Linked DNA regions of Mus musculus: region 2 is linked to region 1. Evidence: chromatin contacts called from public HiChIP or PLAC-seq data. All regions are on one chromosome and are shown on one strand. Each heading gives the region's core, a stretch centred on a gene start, on an enhancer-like site or on the middle of the called end of the contact. The rest is flanking DNA. Distances are from core to core; before and after follow the strand shown. Region 1 overlaps Thra (thyroid hormone receptor alpha). Region 2 overlaps Jup (junction plakoglobin).

Evidence for each region. HiChIP or PLAC-seq counts read pairs in DNA pulled down with a chosen protein or histone mark.
Region 2: a contact with region 1 is called in an H3K27ac HiChIP or PLAC-seq map of embryonic stem cells, with 5 times the contacts expected there. The contact joins two enhancer-like sites. A contact is called at or near these places in 4 of 39 promoter capture datasets (cranial neural crest, liver and stem cell-derived epiblast-like cells) and 4 of 115 datasets of contacts at active chromatin or transcription factors (astrocytes, embryonic forebrain and embryonic stem cells).

What each region holds. Positions count from the first base shown.
Region 1 is chr11:98,751,827-98,757,817 of GRCm38.p6, reverse strand. It overlaps Thra (thyroid hormone receptor alpha), which reads right to left. Exons shown (of 10, transcript NM_001313983.1): 2 at 4,180-4,528; 3 at 1,643-1,710; 4 at 795-895. The coding sequence starts at 4,232. Among named protein-coding and RNA genes, the nearest start is that of Thra, 13 kb to the right of the region's middle. Within about 2 kb of position 2,962, at least 147 of the 459 cell types and tissues checked have an H3K27ac peak or open chromatin away from gene starts, as enhancers often do. A contact at or near this core is called in embryonic stem cells, where this site is marked.
Region 2 is chr11:100,386,477-100,392,467 of GRCm38.p6, reverse strand. All of the region lies in intron 1 of Jup (junction plakoglobin), which reads left to right. Among named protein-coding and RNA genes, the nearest start is that of Jup, 8.3 kb to the left of the region's middle. Within about 2 kb of position 2,172, at least 102 of the 459 cell types and tissues checked have an H3K27ac peak or open chromatin away from gene starts, as enhancers often do. A contact at or near this core is called in embryonic stem cells, where this site is marked.

The sequences.
Region 1 (5,991 bases), core at 1,713-4,212:
TGAAAGACACTGATCCTGTGTGGATTGCTTCTTTGGTAGATTGCAAGGAGTTTGAGAGTATGATGTATACTGTGTACCATGCTCTTTTTTGTTTTTGTTATTGTTTTTTGTTTTTTTTTTTTGAGACAGGGTCTCACTGTGTACCCTTGGATTGTCTGGAATGCACTGTGTGGATCAGGTTGGCTTCAGCCCACAGGCATTAGGCTGCCTGTGCCTTCAGGGCACTGGGATAAAATCTGTGTGCTACTGTACTGGGCATGTGGCTGAGGCTGGCCCAGAACCAACCAGACATTCCAGGGTGACCTTGAACTCATGATCTTTATGCCTCAGTCTCCCAGGTACTAGAATCCCAGGTGTGCAGTACATTTAGCCTCACACCCCTCATTCCTAACACACTAAGAATGAATGATGTCTGACCCTATGACAGCGCTAGGCACTGTATTAAAGGCTATCACAGTCGCGAGTCTCACCTCTGCCAGATCCTCTTCCCACCCCTCTGCAGTTACTTAAAGCCGTGCCAGGTGAATTAGCTCATTTAATTTGCTTATTAACTCTATGACGAAGGTAGCAAGAAGAAACCAAGGCTCAGAGAGGTTAGACACATGGCATACGAGTGTCACAGCTACGAGTGTCACAGCAAGGGTTATGAATGAACAAGTGACCAGATAAATGCAGAAGAGAAAAGGATACAACCGGTCCACTCTAGGTTACATGTGACTGAATTACGCCAGGTATCAGACTCAAAGGGGAACCAGCAACGGGAGAGGGGCGGACGGGAGACGGCTCATCCATACCTTGCAGCCCTCACAAGTGATACAGCGGTAGTGATAACCGGTGGCCTTGTCCCCACACACGACACACTGCTCGTCTTTGTCCAGGTAACTAGGGATATACCCTGGGAGGGGGAAAGGGTGAAGGCAGTGGGCATGGGGCGGAGCCCATCAGAGCAGCTCCTACACTGTACCCACCCAACTTGGCCTTTCTCAACCCTCTCCCAGTCCATCACCACGGAGGGAGGGGCTCCTTATCTCAAAGTAGAAAGGAAAAACCCTGGGGACGTACCAGGGGAGGAGGGGGTGGGGATTGCCCCTCCCTTTCCCTTCAGATATATATAATGGAAGTCTTTTTTTTTTCTGACTGTCCACTCAGGGACCCAACTCACTTCCATGTATTTATTTTTGAGCCTGGATCTTATTATGTTCCCCAGGCAGGCCTTGAACCCCTGGTTCAAGCCATCCTCCTATATGGGTATCCCAAACAGCACTAACTGCAGGTAGGTGCCATTGTACTTGGCCTAGGTAGGGCTCTTTTGTTTTCTTCCACGTTACATCTAAGTGATAGAATAGAGTAAGGGACTTGGAGAAGAAGCAACCATCTTAGGAGAACAGATGCCCTGGGGCCGGTGGAACCATTGATGAGGAGGTCATGGGAGGGTCAAAGAGGCCCTTCCTGACCTACATCCTCCTCAAAGGCCAGAATAGGTTTTGAATCACTATTCTCACCACCAGACAAATCCAACCCATGTTCTGTAGGCTGTTCCCTCCAGAGACACAGGAGGTCCAGGCCTAGCCTGGGAGGAGGCCAAGTGTGCTGTGGGGGGAGGGGAAGTGGGAGGGTAAGGGACACATGTAGCCAGGCTCACCTGACATGCTGCTTTTCAGGGGACATTGGCCGTTCTTTCTTTTTCGCTTTCCATCTGGTGACCTGGCACTGCATGGGGCAAAGTGGGCAGAATCACACAGAGTAGCCTCTGGGCAGTCTCTTCCCACCTAAGAGACTTCACCCCTTTCCACTCCCCCAGGCTTGGTTTCTCCCCCCTCCTTATGCCCTTATTCTACCCCCCACCCCTATATCAGCTGACAAAGCTTGGAAAGGGTCTAGCTATCTGGTCGCTGCATGGGAGAGATAAGGGGCTTAGATGGGGCCAAAACCATGTTTGAGGGCCCAGTACAGTCACACAGACAGGTATTGCTGTGAGACCCCAAAACACAAACACACACATCTCACATTTAAGCAATGCTCAAAAGTCCCCAAACACACAGACACCCGTCACAGGAAGGCGCTGCTCTAAGGCGCACATACACACATATACATTCCAGCCACAATATATAGGACACTCCTTGGAATATTCTTAAATCTATATAACCTTTCAAATGTATGTATATATATATATATATATATATATATATATATATATGCAATATCACACCCACGAGTGTGAATAACTATGCAGCCTTCAGCATAAACCCAAGTATGGTAATAAGCCTTAGGATCTACAATTGCATGCAATTTTCTGGGCATTCTCTAAGACTTCTGCTAGGTACCCATGTGCTACAGAAAGCCTCTGGACAGGCACCTAATGGTGTCGTCCCTCTGTCCCGTGTGAACATGTTCCTCAATCTCTAGGTCATGTACACATGCTAAATAACCCACATGGACTGAAAATATCAGGGTTACCCTGTTCACAGCCTCCAGTTAACAAATAGGAAAACCAAAGGGCCTTTTGTACGCTGGGACACCACGCCAGAATCAGCCAGGAAAAAGACCCTGAACTTCTTCATGCATGGTATTTTTAGCAACTCTCAGTCACTGCACATATATGTTGCCAGGCTTTCCATATATGTGTTACATAACCTCAGGACACACAGGTTACATAAGCCTCTACGCATGCAAGGATTGTATAACCTTCTACAACCACCCTGTGTGTACCATGTTCCAGGGCCCCTCCCCCTAAGGCCTGATACAGTTCCCAACACACTGACACAGTGACCTTGGCCAGGGTCACGGTCACAGACAGCCTTGTGCTTCACACACCCTGGGGATTACCCCTGTCTGGTTCCTACCAAGGCTGGAAGGCCAGGCTTGCCTCCCGCCTTCTGGTGGTGTGAGTGTGTAGGGATCACGTTGGTCCCAGTTGAGCAGGGGGCTATCACAGGCCTCAGAGCCTCTGGGTGCAGTTCCACACATAGCCACAAGATGGCACGTGGCCATGGGGGAGGGGAGGGCTGGGCGAAGAGGTGCCACAGCTCTGAGGGACTAGGAACTTCATTTCAATCTTTTTACAAGAGCTAAGAGCAGGCTCTTCCAGAAGTGTGGGCAGGGAAATACAGGCAATCCAAGTGGCGGTTACAGGGTGAGAACAGCCTGTCTCATAAGTCTAAGTGTGAGAGGAGGGTTTTGGGGGAAGGGGCTTTCTTACCCAGTGTCCCACTTACACAACCACAAATCCCATCTACTATTTCTGACCCTCCAAAGAACCGGTCTTGGGCACAAGGGCTTTGCTTGGCCAAGCTTCTGGCCTTCTGGCTCAGGACCTGATCTCCCAGACAACAGTTAGCTACACTGCTCACCAGAGCACCCCACCCCCACTATTTCCCTGGCCATAGGCACAGGATGTACCCTGCTCTTGGGACATCACGCCAAATGGAACAGAGCTCTGTGCCACTTAGAGCAGACAGGGAAAGCGGAGACCCTCTAAACTGACGCAGAGCAGTGCAAATGAGGGGTAACCTCTCCCTAGTGGTGTGTGCAAGGTGACGCGGCCGTCTGTCTCATCCACGAGGAAGCAAACCCTTCCTAGCTGGTGTGTTCTTCCACTTCCTGGGAGGAGCTGCATAGCAGTCCCCGCCTTTGACCATGAACAAGGAAGAGTGTGTGGGGTTTCCAATAGATTCCAAAAATAAGTGTGGGTTGTGACCAATAGTTATTGGTGCCTGTACCCGGAAATGTTATGTTATATGCACCATGGCTTGTGGATAACACGCTTATTTGTGGTCAGGCAGTGAATGGACTGGGAGAAAGAAGAAAATGGCAAGGCCACTGGGATCACACACATGCTCAAGTGAGGGTAACAATAGAGAAGAGACACAGGGTAGGGGTGGGGGGTGCTGAGATGGCCCAGCACTGCCAAGGAAGGGGCAGAGTGTCTGCTACCTGTAATGATCCCTTTCCTACCGCTTCCTCCTTCAAAGTGAACATCCCAATCTAAGTGCCCGATTCCCTAAGAAATACGAGCATGCCCTCAATCCCTGGACTAAGGTAAGCAGCAGGCTTGCTGGCTCCATGTCCATGTCCAGGGGTGCTTAAAAGCCATGTCTAAAACAGAGACCATCTCTCTTTTACCCAGAGAGCTATCCATATCTGTTGCCGTACTACCGGGTTGCCAGGCCCATTCGTTACCTGTTCTCCTCTGGGTCTGACCCACACTCCACCTTGCTTGGCTTCTGTTCCATTCACTTCAATTCCATCCAGGATGCTCTCCAGCACGCCAAGAGACTGGGGTGGGCACACTGGCCCCCCCACGCCCACAGGCCACCCACCCCCCGCCACCCAGGCCCTAGGGCACAGCACCCATAGTAACCCCCTCAGTACTCAGCCTTTCACACCATGCCCTGCTCCCCAAAAAAATGGGAGGGCTGGTGGTGGGAGGGGCCAGGGAGTGGCAGGTGGGAGAGCTAGGGGCAAGCTGGTCAAAGGTACTGGGTTAGGGGCTGGGAAGTCTTCAGAGACTTGTCCTGTCTGGAGATACCTGTGGAGAGAAGAGAGAGGCAGGGGTAAGAAGTTGTCGCCATAGAGGTATGTCACTGAGCAGGATTTGGTGGGGGTATTTAGTAACTTTCAGGGGCCTGTAGCAAAATGGCAGTAGAGATGGAGGATAGGTATAGGAACGGGACCAGAATAACATCACATCGCAGGTGCAGTTGGAGAGCTACGACGCAGGCCCGAGACACAGTGAGGGATGAAGGGAAAGAATGAGGTCATCTATGCAGCAGGTAACAAGTCTGGATTCTCACATTTGAACAAATGCCTGGCTCTTTATGAGCGCCTATTAAACATTAGCTATAGTTACCACCCTTTAACCAAGGTTTCTTAGGATTCACCAGTGTGATAGGGCAAGAGGGGAGCAGAGACAAGTAGTTTGCCGCACAGGCATAGGGGTCCCCACAAAGGCAGGGTGGGGCAGTGGGAGAGCGTATAGGGACTGTGAATGTTCATGCTAGTGTCTCCTGTGGGCAGGATAGGCCTATGTTCTACCTCTGGCTTATATCCCTGCCCCACGCTAGGGTCTTGAAGGAACGAGACAACAGAAGCCAATGAGAACTGACTCTCAGCTTCCTGTGCATTAATGAAACCCCGGTTCCTGCCCCTTGAGGACTTTGTTTTGTTTTGAGTCTAGGCCTCACTAGGTAGCTCTAGCTGGCCTGAAACTCACTATATAGACCAGGCTGTTCTAGAACTCACAGAAATCCACCTACCTCTGCTTCTGGACTGCTGGGGAATAAGGGTATGTACCACCATGCCTTGCTCCTTTAAGGGTTTGTAAATCCCTCTCGCCAAGTCCCAAACCCCACTGTCCAGTTTCAGGACAAGAATTAGCTGACTTAGGTGATCAGCTGCCATTCACCGGGATGGGGAAAGGAGAAGGAACTATTGTGTGACGATGTCGACTGAACAGATCTGTGCCTTCTGAAGGGGGCACAGGAGCTCTGCAAACAGAAGGGCCAGGCATGTTTGTCCTCCCAGCCCTTAGTTGCTGGAGGCAGGAGGATTAGAAGTTCAGGGTCATTTTCAGCCACACAGTAAGTTTAAGACCAGTTTGGGCTAAGGACCTCATCTTTAAAAATAAAAAACAAAACAAAACAAAACTTTCTTCCCCCAGATGGATCCAGATGTGATGATATATGCCTATAGTCCCAGCACTCAGGAGGCTGAGACAGGAGGACTGTCACAAATCCGAGGCATGTTTGGGCTATACAGTGATCCCCTATCTCAGAAACAAAATTGTATAACATCAAAAAATAATAATAAAATGAACTTTCCAGATGGGGAAACTGAGTCCCAGAAAACTTGGTGACTCCCTCAAGTTCATGCAGCTAGAAAGCAGGTGGCTGAGGGATAACAACTCCACAGCCTGTCTTGAAACCTAGCCGTTCTTAGCTACTAGGAGCTGGGGGGGGGTTGCTAGACCAACCCCCCACCTCCAGTTCCTCT
Region 2 (5,991 bases), core at 923-3,422, 1.6 Mb before region 1:
TTTTTCTCGTGACAGGGCTTCTCTGTGTAGCCCTGGCTGTTCTGGAACTCACTTTGTAGACCAGGCTGGCGTCGAACTCAGAAATCTGCCTGCCTCTGCCTCCCGAGTGCTGGGATTAAAGGCATGCGCCATCACTGGCTGGCTGATTGCTATTTTATTTTATTTTATTATTTTAAATTGAGGAATGCACAGAAATTTGTGAGAATAAAAAGCAGCTGTCTTTAATTTGAACTGTGTGAGGTAGCCACCTTGAACCTTCCTCCCTCCCTCCCCTCCTATCCTTTGCTCTTGACCTTCCACCTCCATGTGAGCTCTGTATACAGAGGTGAGCTGCTTTTATTCCTGCACAATACAGGGATTAGAGCCCAGGGAGGGCTTCCGGGCATGCCATACAAGCACTTCACTCAGAAGCCGCTCATCCGCGAAGCCCTCCTGTGCCCTCAACATGGCAAGTTTTTATTTTTCCAAACATGTATTTATTTCGGGGGGTGTTGCCGCATACAGGCTGAAATCAAAGAGCAACTTGTAAGAGTCAGTTCTGTCCTTCTGCCATGTGGATAAAATTCAAGCCATTTGGTTATGGTGCAGGCAGGCACCTTTACCTGCTAAACCATCCTAGCAGCCCCAACCAAGGCATTTTTTTTTAAAGATTTTATTTACTTATTTTATATATATGACAAGTACACTGTAGCTATCTTCAGACACCCCAGAAGAGGGCAGCAGATCTCATTACAGATGGTTGTGAGCCACCATGTGGTTGCTGGGAATTGAACTCAGAACCTCTGGAAGAGCAGTCAATGCTCTTAACCGCTGAGCCATCTCTCCAGCCCGCCCCTCCCCCCAACTAAGGCATTTGCTTGAAGCCTTCTTGCAAAGCTTTTGCTTGCTGCAGCCTGCGTTGTCCAGGGACTAAGGGTTCAGGTCCCTCCTGTCCAGCCCTACGCCTGTAACATCCTACTCTAACTGGCTGGCATCCAACTGCTGTTAATGGGACTGCCTAAGCCCAATGGTGCTGGCTAGGGGCTTGTAACAGCTGGAGTAATTTTCCACTCCCAGGAGTCCTGGTTTGGGCTCATCTGCCGGCCTGGGATGCTGTCCTCATCAGGGATGCAGCTGGAGCCCTCTGTTAGGGGAACCCATTAGGTTTCCTAGGTCAGGCCACTTCCCTCTGCTACATAGCCCCCTCCATTTTCCCACCCGGCTCTGTTTGCTTTGGGAAGCAGCCCAGAAGAGAACAAACAGCAGCTGGGTCATGGCCTGAGCCTCTCCCACTCCAGACCTCTTCTCAGCCATGGTCTGGCCTGGGCTGCCCTCCAGGCTGGAAGTGAGAATGTTCCTTTGAAACATCCCTTGTCTTCTCTGGTCATCAGCATCGGCCATGCGCGAGTAGCTTGTGCTGCCTCTCTTACCAGTGTGGGCCATTCTGGTGATAGAAATCATGGTGTCTGCCCAGGAACCTCTCACCATGATAGAATGGGGTGCTGGGGTTGGGGGGACAGTGAGGGGTTCCCTCGTGGAATCAGCAGTCTCTAGAAGTTTCTATGTCTGACTGTGCGAGCCATGACAGTGTGTGTTTCTTTCTGTCCTTGGGACTGTTGGCAGTATCTCAGCTGGATCCAGAGGCATTGAGAAGGGAAGCTTAGGGCTGGTATCCTCTCTAAGCCCTTACTCTGAGGTGGGGACTGTTCTGTTGGGGTTGGCTACTGCTTGGGTGGCAGCTATGTTCAGGTTACATACAGTCTGAGGAAAAGGGGTCCCATGACTACATAAATGGTTTGACTTGCCCAAAGGCCCACAGCCAGTTAGGTGTTGGTTCTGATGGGGACCCTTTGTAAAGATGTTTATCCCTCTGCTCTCCTGCTTTGATGTAAGCCTGTGTGTGGGTCTGGGTGTGCCTAGGGTGCCAACCTCTAGCCCGAAGGACCTCCAGGGGAAGCCCAGCTTTGCCTGCCATGTGTGGCCCCGTGCTTTGTTTCTGCATCCAGGTCCAGCCCAGCCTCTCAGGCAGCCCTCTCCTGAGCCTGTTTCTAGGTGTTTTACTGTCACTTAGCAGCCCAGCGTGGCTGTGCCTGTTGCTTGACTGTCCCTGCAGGTGCTGGCTAGGTCGGAGGCTGCTGTCACTCTTGGAGGGGTTATTTTTAAAGTCAGGACTGGGCGTCATTCTGCTGGACAGCTTGGACGGAGGGTGCGTGGTGCCAGCACCCCAGCTGGCTGTATGGAAGAACAGGCATGGAGGGCAGGGCTCTGACCACCCCCCCTCCCCAGTCTGGAGCCAGTGGGGGAAGGGACCTTTGCATACCCTTCAAGGGCCTGTGTCTTCTCTCTTCCTGTCCTCCTCCTACTCCACCCTGTGATCTCTAAACTGGCTTCTTCCTCCCTGCCACCAACAATGGAGCAGAGTCCCACTGCTAAACAAAGGTCCCCCTTTCAACTCGGAAACCCGCCCTGTCCCTGTCTCTGTCTCTACCCATCTCTGGCCCAGTGCCTGGGCAGGGCCCCCCACCCCCCACCGTCTCCCTCACTTCCACCCTGGTTCTGTCCAGGGCGCATTGCAGAAGGTCTGACCTGTGTTTCCAGGGTGAAGAATGCTGAGACCTAACTGGGTGCGGCCTCTCCGCCCCGAGAATGGCCAAACCTATACTTTTGCTTGTTGTGGAAGAATGTCCCAGGCTCTCTGAGTTGGTAGGGAGAATGGTGAAACTGATTGACCATCCTCTCTGATGGCTGACTACCAGCCTTCCCCTTACAAGAGTAGCTAGTTGTCTCTGTGAAGATTTCTGGTGTGTCCACTCTCTGAGCTGCTTTCAACTCTACCTTGCCCACCCTTAGCCTAACCTTCACTGACACAGGAACCTTCGCATCTTATTAGAATCTGGCCATCAGTGCTTCTTCTGAGATCATGGGGCCAGCCTTTCTCAGATTAAAAAACACCCAATACTGGGCAGTGGTTGCGCACGCCTTTAATCCCAGCACTTGGGAAGCAGATTTCTGAGTTCGAGGCCAGCCTGGTCTAACAGAGTGAGTTCCAGGACAGCCAGGGCTACACAGAGAAACCCTGTCTTGAAAAAGCAAAACAAAACAAACAAAACAAAACACACCCAAAGGGGCTGGAGAGACACCTCAGCTGTTAAGAGCACCAGCAGCTCTTCCAAAGGTCCCGAGTTCAGTTCCCAGCACTCACATGGCAGCTCACAACCATCTGTAACTCCATTTTCAGAGGATCTGACACCCTCACACAGACATGCATGCAGGCAAAACACCAATGCGCATTAAAAATAAACAAATCCTTCAAAACAAAGCAAAAACACCCAGAGATTCCCAGCATATATGGTAGAGCTGAGACCCTAATCTGACCCTAATCTGACCAATGCATAGGTGGGGAGGACCGCCACCTGTGATCACCCTCATCCTTACCTTCCCCTTCCTCCCCTTGGTCAGAGGGCTCAGTTTCTCCCAGACTCTCAGAAGTGAACTAAACCCCAGTCTGCAAGTAAGACAGACTCAGCACTGAGCATGGTGCCACCGTTCCTGGAACTTGGAGCCTCTGTTTCCCCATCTATAAATTGGGAATCAGCAAAGGCCTACCGGCAGGGTTGGAAGTCACTGGCTATTAGAGAACAGGATGCTTGCCCTCTGATATCCTTTGACCTCTGCCTGGCCCTGGGCAACTTTCCAGCCTTTGCTTCCCTTGGCTCCAGGCCTGGCCATCTGGGCCCGAGGAACAGCCTGTGAGTGAACCCCTCTCTCCTGAGGCTACCCTTGACCGCAGTGTTCCCTTCTGATCTGCGGCTGCTCCTTGGTTTAAGATGAGCCTTCTCCCATCTCTCTGGGTCCAAATGGCTGGTTGCGTGGCTGTCTCAGTGGAAGGCAGCTTTGTGGTTGGACTGAGGAGTTCATGCCGACCGGGGCAGGTCTTCCTCACCTTCTTGGACCCTATGCTTTTGCCTCTATTGGGCACTGGAGGGTCAGCATCTATGGGTTTCACCTTCTCAAGAGCTCTCGGGGTTCGTGTTTTCTGGTTTTTCTTCTCCCAAAGATGATTTCTGGGACCCACTCACTCATCCCAAGCTCCTGAAGTTCTCTCTTTGGGAGCCACCCTTGGGTCAGAGAGAGGCAGGATTTTCTTGAGCTGGCCTCCTCCAAGCTCCTGATTTCCTTCTGCTTCCTGCTGGAGCTGGGAGGAGGGGAGCATGAGAAGGGAGGGGGGAGGAGGGGAGAGTGCGGGGTGGTAGGGTGGTGAGGCAGTATTCTAAAATAGCTACTCCAGGCAAGTGTCTGGGAGCAGCTGTGCACATCTGGTGGCACAGAGCCTGCTGTCGGTAGCCTGGGCCTGCTGCTGTTTATCAACCCCAAACGAAACTCTGAGTCAGCCGGGATGGGATGGCGGGAAGGGAGGAAGGTGGCAGCTGAACACTGGTGCTGCTCCTGCCTCTGTCTGTTTTAGGACTGCTGCGTGTGGCAGGGGAGGGGCTGTGCGTCCCAAGAATGGCTGGGAGAACATTCATCAACCTTTCCGGGGTTTTTTTTTTTCCCCCTCTTTGAAACAGTGTCTCCTTTTGTAGCTGGTCTCCCACTGGTGAACCTTCTATCCCAGTCTGCCCGGTACTGGCATGACAGGCGTGTTCTACCATGCCCCTCTGTCGTCATGCTCTGAAAGGTGGGGCCGGGGCTGTCACTGGGAAGAGGCCCCTGATTCTTTTTGTTCCTGGGTGGCGCCTCTCAGTACACCAGCTGCCCCACCCTAATTTTTGCAGGTCCCCCATCATGGTGGAACAACCTGTTTGAGAGATGCTGGGCACCACCCCGTTTTATGAGTGGGCTCTGTTCATTCTCTGAGGCAGTATTGCAGTATTGGAGTATAGAGGCAGAAGACTTTAGCATCAAGCTTGCTTATGCCTGGTCCCTTCTCTAGTTCCATTTCTAGCCAGTTTCCACATCTATAAACTGGGGAGCAAAGCTCTGAAACCCATGTGTGAGGCTGGTGGCATTGGTGAGGGGTCTGGAGGCACGTGTGAAGGGTGTGAGCACATAGTAGATCTCTCTCCATGACTGTCTGTATGTAGGTGGTGGTGGTTGCAATAGGGTCAGTGCCCATGACGGTGGTGCCAAACAGACCAAATGAGGAACCCACATCAAGTAGGTGCAGATGCCCATGGGCCTTAAAGTGGCCCCAAGCCCTCAGAGCAAGGTGAAAGTCCTCAACAGCAGTGACCACCCCAGAGGGCCTGTCCCACTCCGTGCTGCTAGCCCGAGTTCCGGGAAGTGGACGATGAATGAACACCCTAGGGGTGAGGCAGTTAGGATAGCAACAACCTGGTCCCCAACAGTGAACACCTACTAAGTGCTGTCACCATAGCGAGTCCTTCCTAAGCACTATTCTCACAGCATTCAGTTGAGCATGGTGGACCGTGAGTTTGAAGCCCCTGGCACCCAACGAGAGGTAGATTCTTAAGGGAGTAGTTTGCCAAGATTTGAACAGGTCTATAGAGCTCAGAAGGCTGGGAGCTGGAGGAGAGGAAGCCCTGGTTTAGCTTGACCTCCTGGAATATGAGATTCAGGAACTCTGAGGGAGCCCTGGGCGTCCCAGAGAAACCTGTCGGACAGCTTCCCTGCCCCACCCAGTCTCTCATCCAATGGCTGACGGTGTGCTACAGCCTCTGCAGCCTTTCCCAGGGGACTCCAGTGGAGCGAGGGCAGGTCTACAGAGCTCAGCAGCCCTCTGAAACCCTTAGTTCCTTTTCTACTGGAAATGGTGGGTGGGGGCAGCTGGTGAGTGAGCCTGTGCTAGGCTGGAGGGATCTGGCTGTTTCCTGTCTCCACACCAGAGCTAGAGAACGCAAAAACCATGGAGCTTATCCTTAATGACCTTACTGCAGCCCTACTGTGCCCCAGGCCGTCTTCTGGGCTGGGTGCCCTTTCGCTTCACACCTGCACCTTGCTGTCTGCAACCCTCTGAGGCCCTTGAGGCTATGGTAGGGCTCCAGGAGAAGG